Linked DNA regions of Zea mays: region 2 is linked to region 1. A link is a contact called in public Hi-C data. All regions are on one chromosome and are shown on one strand. The core of a region is the stretch at or near the end of the contact, and the rest is flanking DNA. Distances in the headings are between cores, read along the strand shown.

Region 1 (7,592 bases), core at 2,674-5,173:
GGAGTTTGTACAAGGATATGAAAGAATTTAGACTGGCTATCAGGCAATATGCAATTAATAATGAGTTTGAGTTAGGGATTGAGTCAAGCTCACCTTTCAGATATCGAGCTTATTGCAAAGGAGGTGATTGTCCATGGAGAATCAATGCAAGGCTACAAAATGCCGGGTCTCCCACAGTCATTGTGAGTAATGTTGTATCACACATTGTTTCTACTTTGGATCCTAAATGAAATTTGGGAAGCTCACAATGAATTTTATATTGTTTGCAGGTTACAGTTATCGTGGATAAGCACACATGCACTTCTAGTGGTCGTCGAAAAACGACAACACCCACCAGCTCATGGGTTGCTTCCCTAGCAATGCCATTCCTTACGAAGAAACCACATATGGGAGCTAAAGAATTGCAAAATACCTTGCAAGAGCAGCACAATTGCACAATTTCTTATGATACAGTGTGGAAAGGTAAAGAGAAGGCCCTTAGAGAGTTGTATGGAACATGGGAGGACAGCTTCAAATTACTATTTAGATGGAGAGAAGTTGTTTTGGAGGTTATGCCAGACTCAGTGATTGAGTTTGATCTAGTAGTTGATGATGGGAAATTATATTTCAGCAGATTCTTTTGTGCTTTTTATTTTTTGGTGTTTTTCAGGAAAAGGAAACCTCGAAAAAATACCACAAAACAATGGTTTCCAAAGAATATGGCCGAATCAGCTCAACAGCAGGATGACAACCCACAAGATGACCCCGGAAGAACTGAATGTACTAGTGAAACACAGCTGATGTTGCGACAGGGAGGTGATGTTGTGCGGCAGGAGTTCGAGGATGTGGTGGTTGGGCAGCAGGAGTTCGAGGATGTGGTGGTTGGGCAGCAGGAGTTCGAGGGATGTGAAGCTGTTGACGTTGGGCAGTTAACCCCACGAAGGCACAAAAAAAGAGCAGTAGGAAAGAAGTTGACGCCGAAAAAGAAAAATGTGTAGCTGTGTGTATTTCTGAACCAGCAGTGTGTATGTGTATTAACTATCTCCTGTTTTCAGTGAACCAGAAATCTGTATGTGATTTCAGTTTGAAGCTGTAATGTGTAGTGAACCAGAAATCTGTATGTGTTTGAAGCAGTGTGTATTTCTGGGTAGTTTCTGGTGTTTGAAGCAGTGTGTTTCTGGTAGCTGTTGCGAAATTCTCTGATGCATACAAAAGGCATTATCTGCTATTTTCTGGTAGTGTAGTTTCTGTGTAGTTTCTGGTGTTTGAAGCAGTGTGTTTCTGTGTAGTTTCTGATGTTTGAAGCAGTGTGTTTCTGGTAGCTGTTTGAAGCAGCGTGTTTGAAGCAGGGCATTCAGTTTATGCCTGGCATTCAGTGTATTATGCTGGCAAGCGAGTTTTAATGTTTGACAGCTTCATTTTGGTAACTTATGCTGGCGCCTGGCATTCAAGAAACTGGCCATCTGCTGGTCTCCGGAAACACTGGCCTGGGCCAATCTCCGGAAACGATGGCCATCTGCTGGTGTTGTCCAAAATGAAGCTGGCCATCTGCTCAAGTTACCGAGTGCCAATTTCTGGAAACGATGGCCATCTGCAAGGAACCCAGGTTCACAGTGCCATTCAACACCACTATTACTCAGGTTCAGATAACCTTAATGAAAACAGATGGCCTTACTCAGGTTCAAACATCAGAAACTACACAGAAACACATGTCCGAACTTGGTAGTTCAGATAACCTTACTCAGGTACCCAGGTTCAGATAACCTTAATGAAAACAGAATGGACAACGTTACAAAAGCTATCGAGTGCCATTCAACACTCGACAAAATGGACAACCCAGGTTCACAGTACTACACTACCAAGTTCGGTTACCTTACACAAGCTAACTATTACACGGATACCTGACACAAGCTGTCCCTTACACAAATAACACATCTACTGCCGTTAAACAACACCACTATTACTCTACTTCATCTGACGATCCGAAAGCTCTTCAGAATTGACATCATCCAGTGCCCATTCCCCACCACCCATATGTTCATCTTCAGCAAATTGGTTGTTGAACCACTGAGATAATGGTGGCGACGGACCAGCTTCGAGATCTTCTAAACGCTGTGCTTCGTCCTCAAGTGACTGAGCAAGCTCATACACGCGCCACATTGCGAAGTTCACTGACACCTCTTTGGCCGTATCTGGCGAATCCATAATCTCGTCTCCAGCCAAATCTTTCAACTCCTTCCCAACTACACGCATCTTTGTAATGGCTTGGGCGAGGTCACTACGAACTGTTTCAAATCGGGTAATCTGCGAAACCACAAAAATTGCTATTGGATTTCAACATAGTACTGCATATTATTGAACTTAGTTCAACCCTTACCGACACTGAACGAGGTGCCGAGCACTGATTGACGCCGTCTGTGAGCTCTGTTCGACAGAACACAGTTAACAATTAAAGCCACTCGCCCCCTCTGCTTCTAGCACTAATGGTCGCTAGACAGTTTGGATAAAAACACAATACTCTACAAAAATCACTGCTCCATGACGACAGAAACAGGTACCTGATGTGGCCGCGCAGGTGAGTTCCTTGCCGCTGGTCCACTCCTTGCTGGTGGTGCGCTGCTTGCCGGTGCAGTGCTCGAAGCCGCAACCTTGTGGTGGTGCGCTGCTTGCCGGTGGTGCGCTGCTTGCTGGTGGAGTGCTCGAAGAACGCTTGGCAACGACAGAAACAGACAAGCGGCTGAAGGCGGAAGCCACTTCGACCTCACTGTCGAGCTCGAGATCGACGTCGACGACGAGCCGTTTCTTGCCTCTTGCCGGAGTAGCCATCGGAGGAGGAGGAGTGCGAGCACAGAGTACTGGCGGCGCAAAAGGAGAGCCCAGTGGAAGAAGAGAGGAGTCAAGGGAGTTAGGTTTTCACCGGCCTCGTGTAAACAGCAGGGACAATTTTGACTTTTACCTTAGCTAATGTAAGGTAACAGAGGGCGGGGGAATAACTGTCCCTATCTGGCAAGGATGTGAGCTCGAGAATACCATACTGGCGATACGCGGCTGCGGAGTAACAAAGTGGCGAAGCAGCGCGACGAGATTATTACAATCTCAAATAACTCGAAGACGAGAGGTCAAGGACGGCACCCTCAACAGTGCAGGAGTGGCGTCCACAGACGTCACCGTCGACCGCCCGTAAACGAGCATCGCTTTCACCGGGGGACCTTCACCACACATCCCAACCCACGGAGCCAGCCTGCCCACACCACCGGCCGAAGGGAGGCTCAAAATCCGAAATCCAGTCGACCGCGTGAACCGAAGCCACGACGCCGGGAACCGCCGAGGCCGCCGTCCCACGACCCACCACCTGCTGCTCTTCCACATCTACCTCGCCGCTGGCAGCTGCAGGTCCGCCGCCAGGCCAAGTTCCATACGGGCCACACCCGACCCAACCACCGCGCCACGAGCACGGACAAGGCGCAACCGCCGCCGCCGCCGCTACGGGCTAGCCACGCGCACGGACGCCGCCACCGCGGGCTAGCCACGGCCATGCGAGCGCGCGGGCGCCGGCGCCAGGCCACCTGCCTAGGTCGGCGCAGAGGGAGAGGGGTGGGGAGTGGCGGAGCAAGGGGGAGCATCTCCCTGCCACCGCCGTCCTTGCAGGGCGTGCGGGAAGCGCCGCGGCCAAGGTGGCGGCGGCGGCTAGAATTTGCTGCCCGAGCCGCCCAAGCAGGGCGACGTGAGCGGGTCTGGGGCTTTTTCCTGTCAAACTTGTAACATTATTGTTTGAATTCTTGTTGGGTCAAATAAGTAAGAAAAACAAAAGGTTGCAGCCTTGATTTGGAGGCTATTGCTTGTGCCATGTGGAACAACTACATCCATTAGTTCAGAAAGAAAAATTAAGACATCCATTTCAGAAGTGAAGGGAAGTCAAGTCAAATAAGAAGGCTGACAGCAAAGAACAAAGAAATCAAAGCACGCTCTGCTTGACCAAGATAACACCCTAGTAGTGCATAAAATTCTTGAACACCAGACGTCCAACACTTCCGTGCAGAGTGATGGCTTTGCTCAAAAAGACACATCCTTCCATTACTCTCCCCATATTTCTTCTCCATTTCTGCGCAATTACATTTGGTGCGACTGATACTATCTCCAGGACCCAACCTCTATCAGGCGATATAACTATTGTGTCCAAAGAAGGGAATTTTGAGCTTGGATTCTTCTCCCCAGGTAATAATGGGAACTTTTATGTTGGTATCTGGTTCAGGACTATTTCAAAGAGGACTGTTATTTGGGTGGCCAATCGGGATATACCTGTTTCAAATGCTTCATCTCCAGAACTTGCAATAACTATGGATGGAAATTTAGTACTCAACTCTCTAGGAGCACCCATATGGTCATCGAATAGCACAAGGAAGTCCAGTAGATGTAGCATAAGAGATCAATACAACTCTTCTGATATTTTCTGGCAAAGCTTTGATCATCCAACAGACACGGTAGTGAGCGGGCAGTGGTTTGGCATAGACAAGATCACGCATGAATATCAGGACAGGGTTTCTTGGAAGAACCAAGAAGATCCTGCACCAGGTCCTTTCTCCTTTCACGCAGATCTTGTTACGATGAGCCAATATGTGTCAATATGGAATCACTCGGAAGTTTACTGGCAATCTGGGAACTGGACAGGCAAAGCATTCACGTCCATCCCTGGAATGCCACTAAAGAGTGACTACATATATGACTTCGTTAACAACAGTCGCGAGCTTAAGTTTCGGTGGACTACGAAGGATGTGTCAGTAATCACAAGAGTAATTCTAAGCATTAATGGTCAACTACAACGTCTCACATGGTCCAATGATTCGGATGAATGGATAACAGGGTGGTATTTTCCTGCAGCTCTATGTGACGTATATTCTGTATGCGGGCCTTTTGGAGTGTGCAGGACAGGTTCTGATGAGCAATGCTTCTGCTTGCCAGGTTTCAGACCAGCTTCCGCAAGAAGTTGGCGTCTTGGAGCATGGAGTCAAGGATGTGTTAGGCAAACAGATATCCAATGTGCTGAGTCAAATATATCAAGTGGCATAAAGGAGAGTGATGCGTTTCTCAAGATCACCAACATCAAGTTTTCACAAAACCCAGTAAAACTGAAAGTCCAAAGCATGGAGGGGTGCAGATCTATATGCTTGAGTACTTGCTCTTGCACTGCATATGCACACAAGCAGGATTGCAATATCTGGAATAGTGAACTCTGGGATCTTAAACAACTACCTAATGGTAATACTGATGGTTCAGATATGTATATACGTCTTGCAGCATCTGATCATGTAGTTCAAGATAGCGAAAAAAAGGCACACCATCTGAGGCTTATTGTGCTATTTGCAGTGCTGGGTAGTATTTTTATGGCACTATGTGCTCTTAGCATAACAGTTAAGATGTTTCAAAGGACTTCATCTAGAAAGGCTTTCTCAGATAATTACTCTCTCGTCGTCTATGATTACTCGTTTTTGCGGCACTGCACAAAGAACTTTTCAGATAGAGTGGGGCAAGGTAGCTTTGGTTCAGTGTTCAAAGGATTGCTCCCAGACTCCAAACCGATAGCTGTCAAGAAGCTTCAAGGCATGAAACAAGGAGAGAAGCAATTTCACACCGAGGTGAGGGCTTTAGGGAAAATTCACCATAACAATCTAGTCCACCTCATTGGGTTCTGCTTGAGAGGGGCTGAAAGGATGTTGGTGTATGACTTTATGGTGAATGGATCTTTAGATGCTCATCTCTTCAAGGATGAAAAGATATTGGATTGGAACACCAGATTTTTAATTATTCTAGGTGTTGCAAAGGGATTACAGTATCTCCATGATGAATGTCAGGAGTGCATCATACATTGTGATATAAAGCCTGAAAACGTACTTCTTGATGTAAACTTCAGTCCGAAACTGGCTGACTTTGGTCTGGCGAAGCTTATGGAAAGACATTTTAGCAGGGCCTTGACAACTATGAGAGGAACAGCAGGGTATCTTGCACCAGAGTGGATTGGAGGTCTGCCCATAACACCAAAAGCAGATGTGTACAGCTATGGAATGATGCTGTTTGAGATCATTTCGGGCAGAAGGAATTCAGAATTGATGGAGAGCGGAGCCATAAGGTACTTTCCAGTGCGGGCCGCAATAAGGACAAGTGAAGGTGACATTTCTGAAATTTTGGATCCCAGACTAAGTGCCGTGAATTTTCAAGAGCTAGAGAGAGCATGCAAGGTTGCATGCTGGTGCATTCAGGACAATGAGGCTCACAGGCCAACCATGCGACAGATAGTTCAAATCCTGCAGGACATTCAAGATGTCAGCGCGGCCCCAGTACCGGTATTTTTAAAACAACTAGTGGATGGAGAATACATTAGCTCATAACCCTGCAAATTATAGCAATAGCATTCATCCAGAACTACATTGTGATTTTTGAAAGCACAAGCTGGGTCGATATAGAGCAATGCTCAGCAATCATTATGCTCATCTACCGCAGTGTAATTCACTACAGTGTTGTATCATTTAAATTTTACAATTTTCTTTGATATAGAAAACATAAATTAAAATTTGAGAACAGTTACATTAGCACTGCGGTTACATTACTTCAAAAGAAATAAGTGCCATGAGAATAGCAGTAAGACATCCGACAATATTTCAGCCTATGTAGATCACAGTCCATTCAGTTTCCTTTTATTTATAAGGTATCTTCTTTTTAAATGTGATGACAGGAGCTCTGTTTCCAATTAAGAAAAATAGAATTAATTCAGTTTTAAGAAAAATTGGGTCTGAAACCTACACAGACTACACGACAGCCTAAACAAAGGCAACCCTCCGACCCATCCAGTATCATCGTTGTCGAGCTCAACACAAGGAACAAGCAGTTGTAACTCCTCGAGACAGGCTATACATGGCTAAAGGAACACGACGACGCCTACATCCAAACACCATCACATAAGGAGGAAGATTGCGGTGCGCCCTCGTTACCAAGTCTAAACACACCACATGTGAGACAGTTTCGATTCTTCACCAACGAGCTTAATTCTCCGTCCGGTCCCCAGCAAGTTCTCGACCTCCGAAACAATCCAGTCCACGAAGAATGGGGGTTTCGCCACATGATATCATTGTCGAGCCACATCACCTGAAGCAACACCTTCGACTTCACGTTGCAAAGCCCCACCTTCACACGCATACCAGACGCCGAGAAGCGAAAACAACAATCGAGGGCGATGTCGTGGCCGAGAAGAACTTCAATAACGACACCTTCAGGAAGCGAGTGATGTCTAGTACGCTACCATCACTTGTCCGAGATGGACCGAACTTTCATCCAAAGAAGATAGTGTTGGGGAATGTGACGCCCTCAACAGGAGAAGCGGCGTCCACAAGCATCACCGTCGCCGAGGCTTTCGTCCAAGAAATCCCCGGCATATCGTCATGCCAAGACCTAAGGACAAAGCATGCAGCTTTCGCTGTCATCCTGACATCTCGCACAAACACTTTAGGGCTTGTTCGATTTTACCACAATCCATATGGATTGAGGGGGATTGAGGGGGTTTCAATCCCTAATAAGTCAAAATCCTCTCCAATCTGTATCAATCCCCTCTAATCTATATGGAT
Region 2 (7,592 bases), core at 2,039-4,538, 340 kb before region 1:
CTTTGTTTGTGTTTTATACAATTTTTAAACATGTGGATGCCAAGTTCACGGTCATGTTTAGTGAGCATGTTGCTTGAAGTTTTCGGTCCGCTCCTGCAACCGGTCGTAACTTATGCTAAGTTCACGGCCACTTTTGCATGGGGACCCTCTCTGGTGGGCTCTTTGTCGAGTGCTGCCTGGACGACACTCGGCAAAGATAACTTCTTTGCCGAGTGTCACCAGGAACACTCGGCAAAGCCGCCGTCTCCGTCACCCCGGCGCCGTAACGGCCGTTATTTTTTGCCGAGTGCTCTCTGGCACTCGGCAAAGATCTTTGCCGAGTGCCCGAGAAAAAGCTCTCGGCAAAGAAGGCTTTGCCGATGCACTGTTCACCGAGCCTTCTTTGCCGAGTGTGACACTCGGCAAAGCTTTTGCCGAGTGTTTTGAGGGCTTCGCCGAGTGCTTCGGACACTCGGCAAAGCGCTCATTTCCGGTAGTGTATCTTATGAGGGGGTGTACAGGTTTCTTATATAGAGATGTGAGAACCCTCAGGGGCAAAGCAAGTATTTGCCCACATAACCCTAACTAGGGTTATTTAACAATGTATTCATTTGCTATGGTCCAAGCACACATCTGGAGTTCATTCTGTCCTTCGAGGAAAGTTTTGGCGTAAACACAATGGCAAAAGAGAAACTTCATTATTAACGACCTACATCATTATTAACATTAGTATCATCGTAGAACCTCAGGAACAAATTGATGTCGCCACCGAGGTGTAAAACCTGTTATTTTATTTTAATGGCTTGTTGAAGAGATGCCCTTTAATCTTATTATTTTTTTCTAAATTTAACTTTTAAAATGGCTTCGCTTAGTTTTTTTTGTTATGTAGATGTAGTTTATGTATCGTTTCCATTGCTCGGAATATACGTACCTGACAATTAATGTAGAAAATTAGTTTGCGATGATCGTATCACTTTTTGAACCACGTCAGTTCTATTTATTGTCACGCCGCCAGTTTACTACTTGCCGTCAACTAATAACCGACCTGGCACACGTTTTCTCCATAGAATAGACCCAGTAATGGTACGATGAAACGACAGCTGAACGGGCCACTTCGCGTAGTTCCGAGCACCCGCCACACAACTCGCGCCCACGGCATCTGACCGGCGTCAAAACCCACCGGCCCAGCCCAACCTGTCTGCAGAAACCGTCGGCCCAGGCGCCCTTTCCAGGTACGTCCAGTCGCGACTCTATAAAAAAAAGGCAGGGCAGAGAGCCCAGAGCAAACTCACACACCAACACATCCAAGGAACACGAACAGCGAGAGGAATCCGACGATGAGCGTGGAGATCCTGGACGGGAGCACGGTGCGGAGCTTCGTGGAGGACGAGCGCGCCTTCAACTCCTCGGTGGACGGCCGCTTCGCCGCGCTGGACGCCGACCACGACGGCCTGCTCACCTACGCCGAGATGGCAGGGGAGCTCATGAGCCTGCGGGTGCTGGAGAGGCACTTCGGCGTGGACGAGGCCGCGGTGGCGCCGGAGGAGCTCGGGGCGCTGTACCGCGGCCTGTTCGCGCGGTTCGACAGGGACGGCAGCGGCATGGTGGACCGGCACGAGTTCCGTGCGGAGATGAAGGAGGTGATGCTCGGCGTGGCCAACGGGCTCGGCTTCCTCCCCGTGCAGATGGTCCTAGACGAAGGCAGCTTCCTCAAGGTCGCCGTCGACAGGGAGCTCGCCAAAGCTGCCTGATGTTCTTCAGCGCAACAGCCAGTACTTCGCTTGGAGTTTTTCGGTTTCGTTATTGAATTTTTCGCCAATTTTACATTGAGTTACAACAGTATATGTTATGTACTTCGTTTTTCGAAACACTTATTCTATGATCGCGCAAAGACTTGACAGCAATACATACCAGTGATTTGTGACTTGTGAGAGTGTTTTTTTTTGTCTGTGAGAATGGCATGTCCTATGATCTGATTTTAGTTTAGACTCAGGAAAAAAAAACTACTACTGCTTCCGTACTTTGACCAATCGTTTTATTTAAAATATAAAATTTTAAGTTAAGCATAAACTACCTAAATGATAAAACAAATTACAACAAAATAATCACAAAAAAACTACTATTGTAATGGAAGAAGCAGAGTTGATCGGTACTACGATCCCATTATAGTTAAATCTGGGCAGGGCTATACATGTAGATTAATTTGAAGTTTAATCAAACCTGTAATTCATAAAACTATACTACTACTATGTAGCAACAACTGGGTGTGAAATTTAACTTTACATTCTGAGATAGTTCGTTACTGCAGGCAATAAGCCGCTCTACGAGACAGCAGAGGCGGAGATGTCTGCACGCTTTGTTCGTTCGTCTGCCCACTCGTTGTAGCTGGCCTTGTTTGCGATATCCTTCCCTTACATTGTTCTCAGATCCTAGATGGAATGAGCGGCGTGGAGTTTGACAGGTACGCCGCCGCGGCCGCCACGCCGCTACCTAGCTTCACTGGGTACCCCACATCCTTGAGCACCATCTCCACACCGCTCAGACATCCCAGAAGTTGCAGCTGACAAAGAAGAGAAGAATTTTTTTTGGGAGCATCAAGACAAGATATAGTACGTTGCACTGATTAATTAAACGAATTGCCAATATATAACGGTAACGCAACCCTGCAGTGCACTACCTCGTTGAGGTTGCCGAGATGGCCGATCCTGAAGACCTTCCCGGCGACCTTGTTGAGGCCGAGGCCGAGGCTGAGGTTGTACCGCTTCCACGCGTGCCTGACGACCTCGGCGCTGTCGATGTTGGGCGGCACGACGACGGCGGTGACGGTGTCGCTGAACCACTCCTCCTTCTGGCAGCAGTTGCTGAGCCCCCACGCCTCGACGGCGAGCCTGGTGGCTGTCCCAAGGCGGTTGTGCCTCCTCACGACGTTGTCCAGCCCTTCCTCGAAGATGAGGTCGAGCGCGGTGCGGAGGCCGTAGAGGAGCTGGATGGAGGGCGTGTAGGGCCAGTACGTGCCCATGTCGTAGAACCTGAGGTAGTCCTTCCAGTCGAAGAAGACGCGCACGGACCTGGCCGTCTTGCTGGCCTCCAGCGCCCTGGGGCTGGCGCACACGATGCCCATCCCCGTCGGCATCGACAGCGCCTTCTGCGAGCCCGTGAGCGCCACGTCCACGCCCCACTCATCCATGCGGAAGTCCAGCGCGCAGATGGACGACACGCCGTCCACCAGCAGCAGCGCCGGGTGCGCGTGCTTGTCCAGCAGCGCGCGCACGGCGGCCAGGTCGTTGGTGACGCCCGTGGCCGTCTCGTTGTGCATATAGATGTACATGAGGCACGGGCCCGTTAACCCAGCCCGAGGCCTGTTTTTTTTGGCCCGGTTCGCGCCCGGCCCAGCACGTATGGAATGGGCCCGGGCTGGCACGGCCCAGTGGAGCAGGCCGTGCCTGGGCTGCTGGCCAGGCACGTGGGCCGGCACGGCACGGCCTGCTCCGTGCGGACAGCCCGGTCGGGGCCCGTAGCCGACGCCGTGGACAGCCGCCCCCTTACCTCTTCGGCTCCTCGCCCCATGGGCCCCACCTCTCAGTCCCTCGCACTCGCATTCGCACCCGCTCGCTCCCTGCTCCCTCTCTCTCCCGACTTGGCGGCGATTGACTTGGCGAATCGGCGAATCCCCTCCATCGCGGCGCAGCCCCGATCCAGCGACCTCGGCTTCCGTCCCCGACGCCGGTGACCTCGATCCACCAGCTCCTCTCTAACCCTAACCCCTCTCCCCTATCCAATCTCCTCTCTCTCGGTGAACTATGTGAGTTCGTGTTGTCGTCTCGCCCTCCCCTCCGGCCCTCCCCCGCTCGCCGTCGTCTCTAATCGGTCTCTGTCTGTCGTGTGTCGTCTGGGTGGCCCCCGTGTTCTCCGGCATCGGGCTTCGGTAGCACAGGTAAACCCTAACCCTAACCCTAACCCTAGATCTTTCGTAAACCCTAACCCTAACCCTAACTGTATATTGTTCTGCTCTTTTGTAGGTCAGTTGCTGATGCCTCGTCTTCCTCCTCTGGGGTAGATCGGGCACGGCGACTGCGTGCTCAACGTTGAGGGACGGTACTGGAGTTCGACCGTCCACGGTGAAGGTCGCCATGGCGGATGATGACGATGTCAATCCGGTCACCGGCAACGACGACCTTCGCGCGGCAGGGCTTGTCCCAGATGACGAAGACGACATCCAGGCTGATGTTGCTGCTTTGCTCAGTATCGATCTAACCTCTGCTCCTGTCGATCTAAGTTCTAATCCGACCAACGCTGGTGGAGGGCTTGCTACGACCACCGATACTCCGATCGGCTCCACCAGCACCGATGGTGGTACTGGTACCTCATCTGTTGGTAAGCGTAAATCTACTGTCTGGGTTGATTTTGATGAGGTATTTGAGAAAGTGAATGGGTCCAATGTTCGAATTGCTGCTATTTGTAGAATGTGTAAGACTCGTTTATCTGCTAGATCTTCTGCTGGTACTGGGCATTTGCTTAGACACCAGAAAGCTTGTAGGAAGAAGGTTGATCACGCTGCTAGGGTCCAGTCTAGGCTTGCTTTCAATCCTGATGGTTCTCTACACAATTGGGAATATGATCCTATTTTTGCTCGAACTGAGTTGTGTCGTCTGATTGCTAGGCTTGACCTTCCATTAGGTATTGGTGTCACAGGCCTGGGAGGATTATATTGCCCGTGCTCATAACCCCAGGTTTACCAAAGTGTCCTGACAGACCACCACTAGAGACCTTCTGAAGCTTTTCACTGAACGACGTAATGTGCTTATCAATTCTGTGTTGCTTGCTACTTCTTCGGTTGCATTAACCTCAGATATTTGGTCTGGTAATGCTAAGGAGGACTACATTAGTGTTGTCTGTCATTATGTTAATGCTGATTGGGAATTACAAAAAAAGGTCATTGGTCTTAGGCTTATTGAGGTTAGACATACTGGTCAAAATATTGCTGAAAGAATTGGTGTTGTGGTTCAGGAGTTTTGTCTGGTTGACAAGATTTTCTCTGTCACTCTAGACAATGCTTCTTCTAATTCAAAGGCTATGGATACATTGACACCTTTGTTTGCTGGTTATTTGGGTCCTGATCCTTCTTCTAACTACACTCTTATGCATCAACGTTGTGCTTGTCATATCATTAATCTCATTGTTAAATCTGGAATGAAGAGACTGAAACCTTTTTTGGAAGATTTTAGAACTGCAATTAATTTCTTAAATGCTTCTAATTCTAGAATAGCAACATTTAAAGAGTACTGCTTAGCAAGGGGCGTTAGACCCAGAAAATTTGGCTTGGATATGGATGTTAGATGGAATTCTACTTATTTGATGCTTAAACACTTGATCCCATACAAAACTGTTTTTTCTGTCTTCATCAATTCACATTATGAGTCACAATTGTTGCCTCCTAATCATTGGTATGTTGCTGAGAAGATTTTAGAGTTTCTAGAACTGTACTATGACTCTACTGTTGTTCTGTCTGGTGTTTATTATCCAACTAGTCCACTAGTTCTTCACCATATTCTGGAAATTGCATCTCATTTGAAAGCATGTGAAAGAGATTTAAATCTTAGAACTATTGTGTTTCCAATGCAACTTAAATTCCTTAAATACTGGAGTGACATACCTTTGCTATATTCATATGCATTCATTCTGGACCCTAGAGCTAAGATGAGAGGTTTTTTTTAATGTGTTGCATTTACTTGGAGAGTGCACTGGGTGTGAGTACAATACATATTATGTTGATGTCAAAAATGAATTGTATAAACTATTTACTAAATATGAGACTAAGTTTGGTGCAGTTAGGGCTCAAAGGGCTGCTCAGCCTTCTATTCATACAGGTAAAAGAAAACAAGCTTGGGGAAGAATATTTGGAGATTCCAGTTCAGGTGTTGTTGGTCCTCCCCCTAGCTCTACCCCTTCTGCTTCATCTTCATCTGCTATTTGTGAGCTCTCAGCCTACTTAGACAGTGACAACACTACAACACATGTGACCTTCTATGACATTCTCATTACGTCACAAATAGAGGTTTTTTGGTCATAGTCTTTTATGTTGTGACGACTCTGTGACAAAAAAACCATTGTCACAGAAGGTGCGTGTTAAAAGAACTTTTATGACGAAAAGAAAATAAACGTCATAAATATAGTGACTAAAATGTATTCGTCATAAAATCTATGACACTCTAATTGTCATAAGCAAGGCCTAAAAACGTCATACAATGTAGCATTGGACCATTGCCACGTAGCAGTTTTGTGACAGATATGTTGTCATAAGGAGGATGACATGGCAGTTGACGTGTCAAAAAAATTATGACAATTAGTTTCGTCACAAGTGGGATGAGATGGGAGGTGTCATTTTAGGTACATGTCAAACGAATTGTGACGAATATTTGAACCATAAAGCATCCAACACAAGTATTAAACATCAAACGAATTGTGATGATTATTTGAAGCATAAAGCATCCAACACAAGTATTAAACATAAAAAATGTTTAAATATCATATAATTTAAATCCAAAAGAAAGTACAATAGGTTCAACCAACACAAGCTACATTTGAGTACGACGTTCCAAAACTTAAAAGGTGCATGGATCATCCAACATGAAGCTCCACTCATCCGTGTAGTTTAATTTGTTAGGGGGAGGGTGAGCAGTTGACATGACGCTCCAGCCACATCAGTGAACAGAGATCACATATATAAGTCCTATACATGGAAAAGATGAGAAAAAATCATCATCACAACATAAAGATATAATGGCCAAATAAAGAAGTAAAGGACTAAACATTCTACACAGAATCTTGATATAAGATCATGCAGATGTAAGGACTAAACATTCTACCATTCATTTCCTAAACCCTAAAACAACCTCAATGCAGCCAATAGGACAAGTTTAAACAAGACAAACAAATCGGTATAATTTGTTTAGCATCATGGAACACTTAATATAGACTAGAGTTTTAGCTAGAGATCACTTGAGTCTATCTAGCAATTTTTCTTTCCACAAAAGTGTGGCAAAACTAATTTTAGGCAGTAGTCGAGTCATACTTGCACCAAACCATTCAAAAAACAAAATGCATATAGTACTATAAACATTACTTGAGGCGTTTACACCAAATATAAGTTATAAGTACAACTGCAGATCAAAAAACATTAGACCTGATGTACCTGCTAATTTTCCTTGAGCAGACTCCTGAAGCAGAGCTAAGGACGTTGACAGGGAAACATAAAGACTAGACAGAGATAGTAGCCCCTTCACACGTCAGAGATGTGACCTAATAGACCTCTCATTGTATGTTGCTGAAAGAACATTTACGTTAGCTCCAGAAAATAAGCACTATATATGACAATAGAGAAGAAACTAGAAGTTGTTACATACTAGCAACCATCTCCAGTGAACATCCACTAGAAGTTATATCTGCTATTTCAGATATTTCATTGTAGTCTTCTAACTGATGAGCTGACTTCAGTATGCAATATCAAATTGTATCATGCATAGAAGCATGTTTCAGGAGCATCCAAAAGTAATTGTTTAACATCAATAAAAGAATCTCTAGGGCTTACATGTAAATAACAGCATACCACGAAA

Evidence for each region. Hi-C and Micro-C count contacts between places; a contact is called where the count stands out from the background.
Region 2: a contact with region 1 is called in a Hi-C map of leaf, with 7 times the contacts expected there. The contact joins the promoter of LOC103645133 here to the promoter of LOC103641873 in region 1. A contact is called at or near these places in 3 of 25 Hi-C or Micro-C datasets (ear, leaf and tassel).

The regions. Positions count from the first base shown.
Region 1 is chr1:190,857,535-190,865,126 of Zm-B73-REFERENCE-NAM-5.0, reverse strand. It overlaps LOC103641873 (G-type lectin S-receptor-like serine/threonine-protein kinase At2g19130), which reads left to right and starts at 3,923. Exons shown (of 2, transcript XM_020546601.1): 1 at 3,923-4,194; 2 at 4,939-6,554. The coding sequence starts at 4,023. The coding sequence ends at 6,362. LOC103641864 reads right to left here and starts at 3,709. Exons shown (of 3, transcript XM_023301317.2): 1 at 2,538-3,709; 2 at 2,357-2,403; 3 at 1,627-2,283. The coding sequence starts at 2,805. The coding sequence ends at 1,945. It also overlaps the pseudogene LOC103641854.
Region 2 is chr1:191,194,940-191,202,531 of Zm-B73-REFERENCE-NAM-5.0, reverse strand. It overlaps LOC103645133 (serine--glyoxylate aminotransferase), which reads right to left and starts at 3,288. Exons shown (of 2, transcript XM_008668249.2): 1 at 2,657-3,288; 2 at 2,122-2,539. The coding sequence starts at 3,166. The coding sequence ends at 2,402. It overlaps LOC103641900 (Calcium-binding EF hand family protein), which reads left to right and starts at 1,298. Exons shown (of 1, transcript XM_020547209.2): 1 at 1,298-1,740. The coding sequence starts at 1,317. The coding sequence ends at 1,730. LOC103641891 (a long non-coding RNA gene) reads right to left here. Exons shown (of 3, transcript XR_560555.2): 2 at 7,172-7,592; 3 at 6,464-6,709.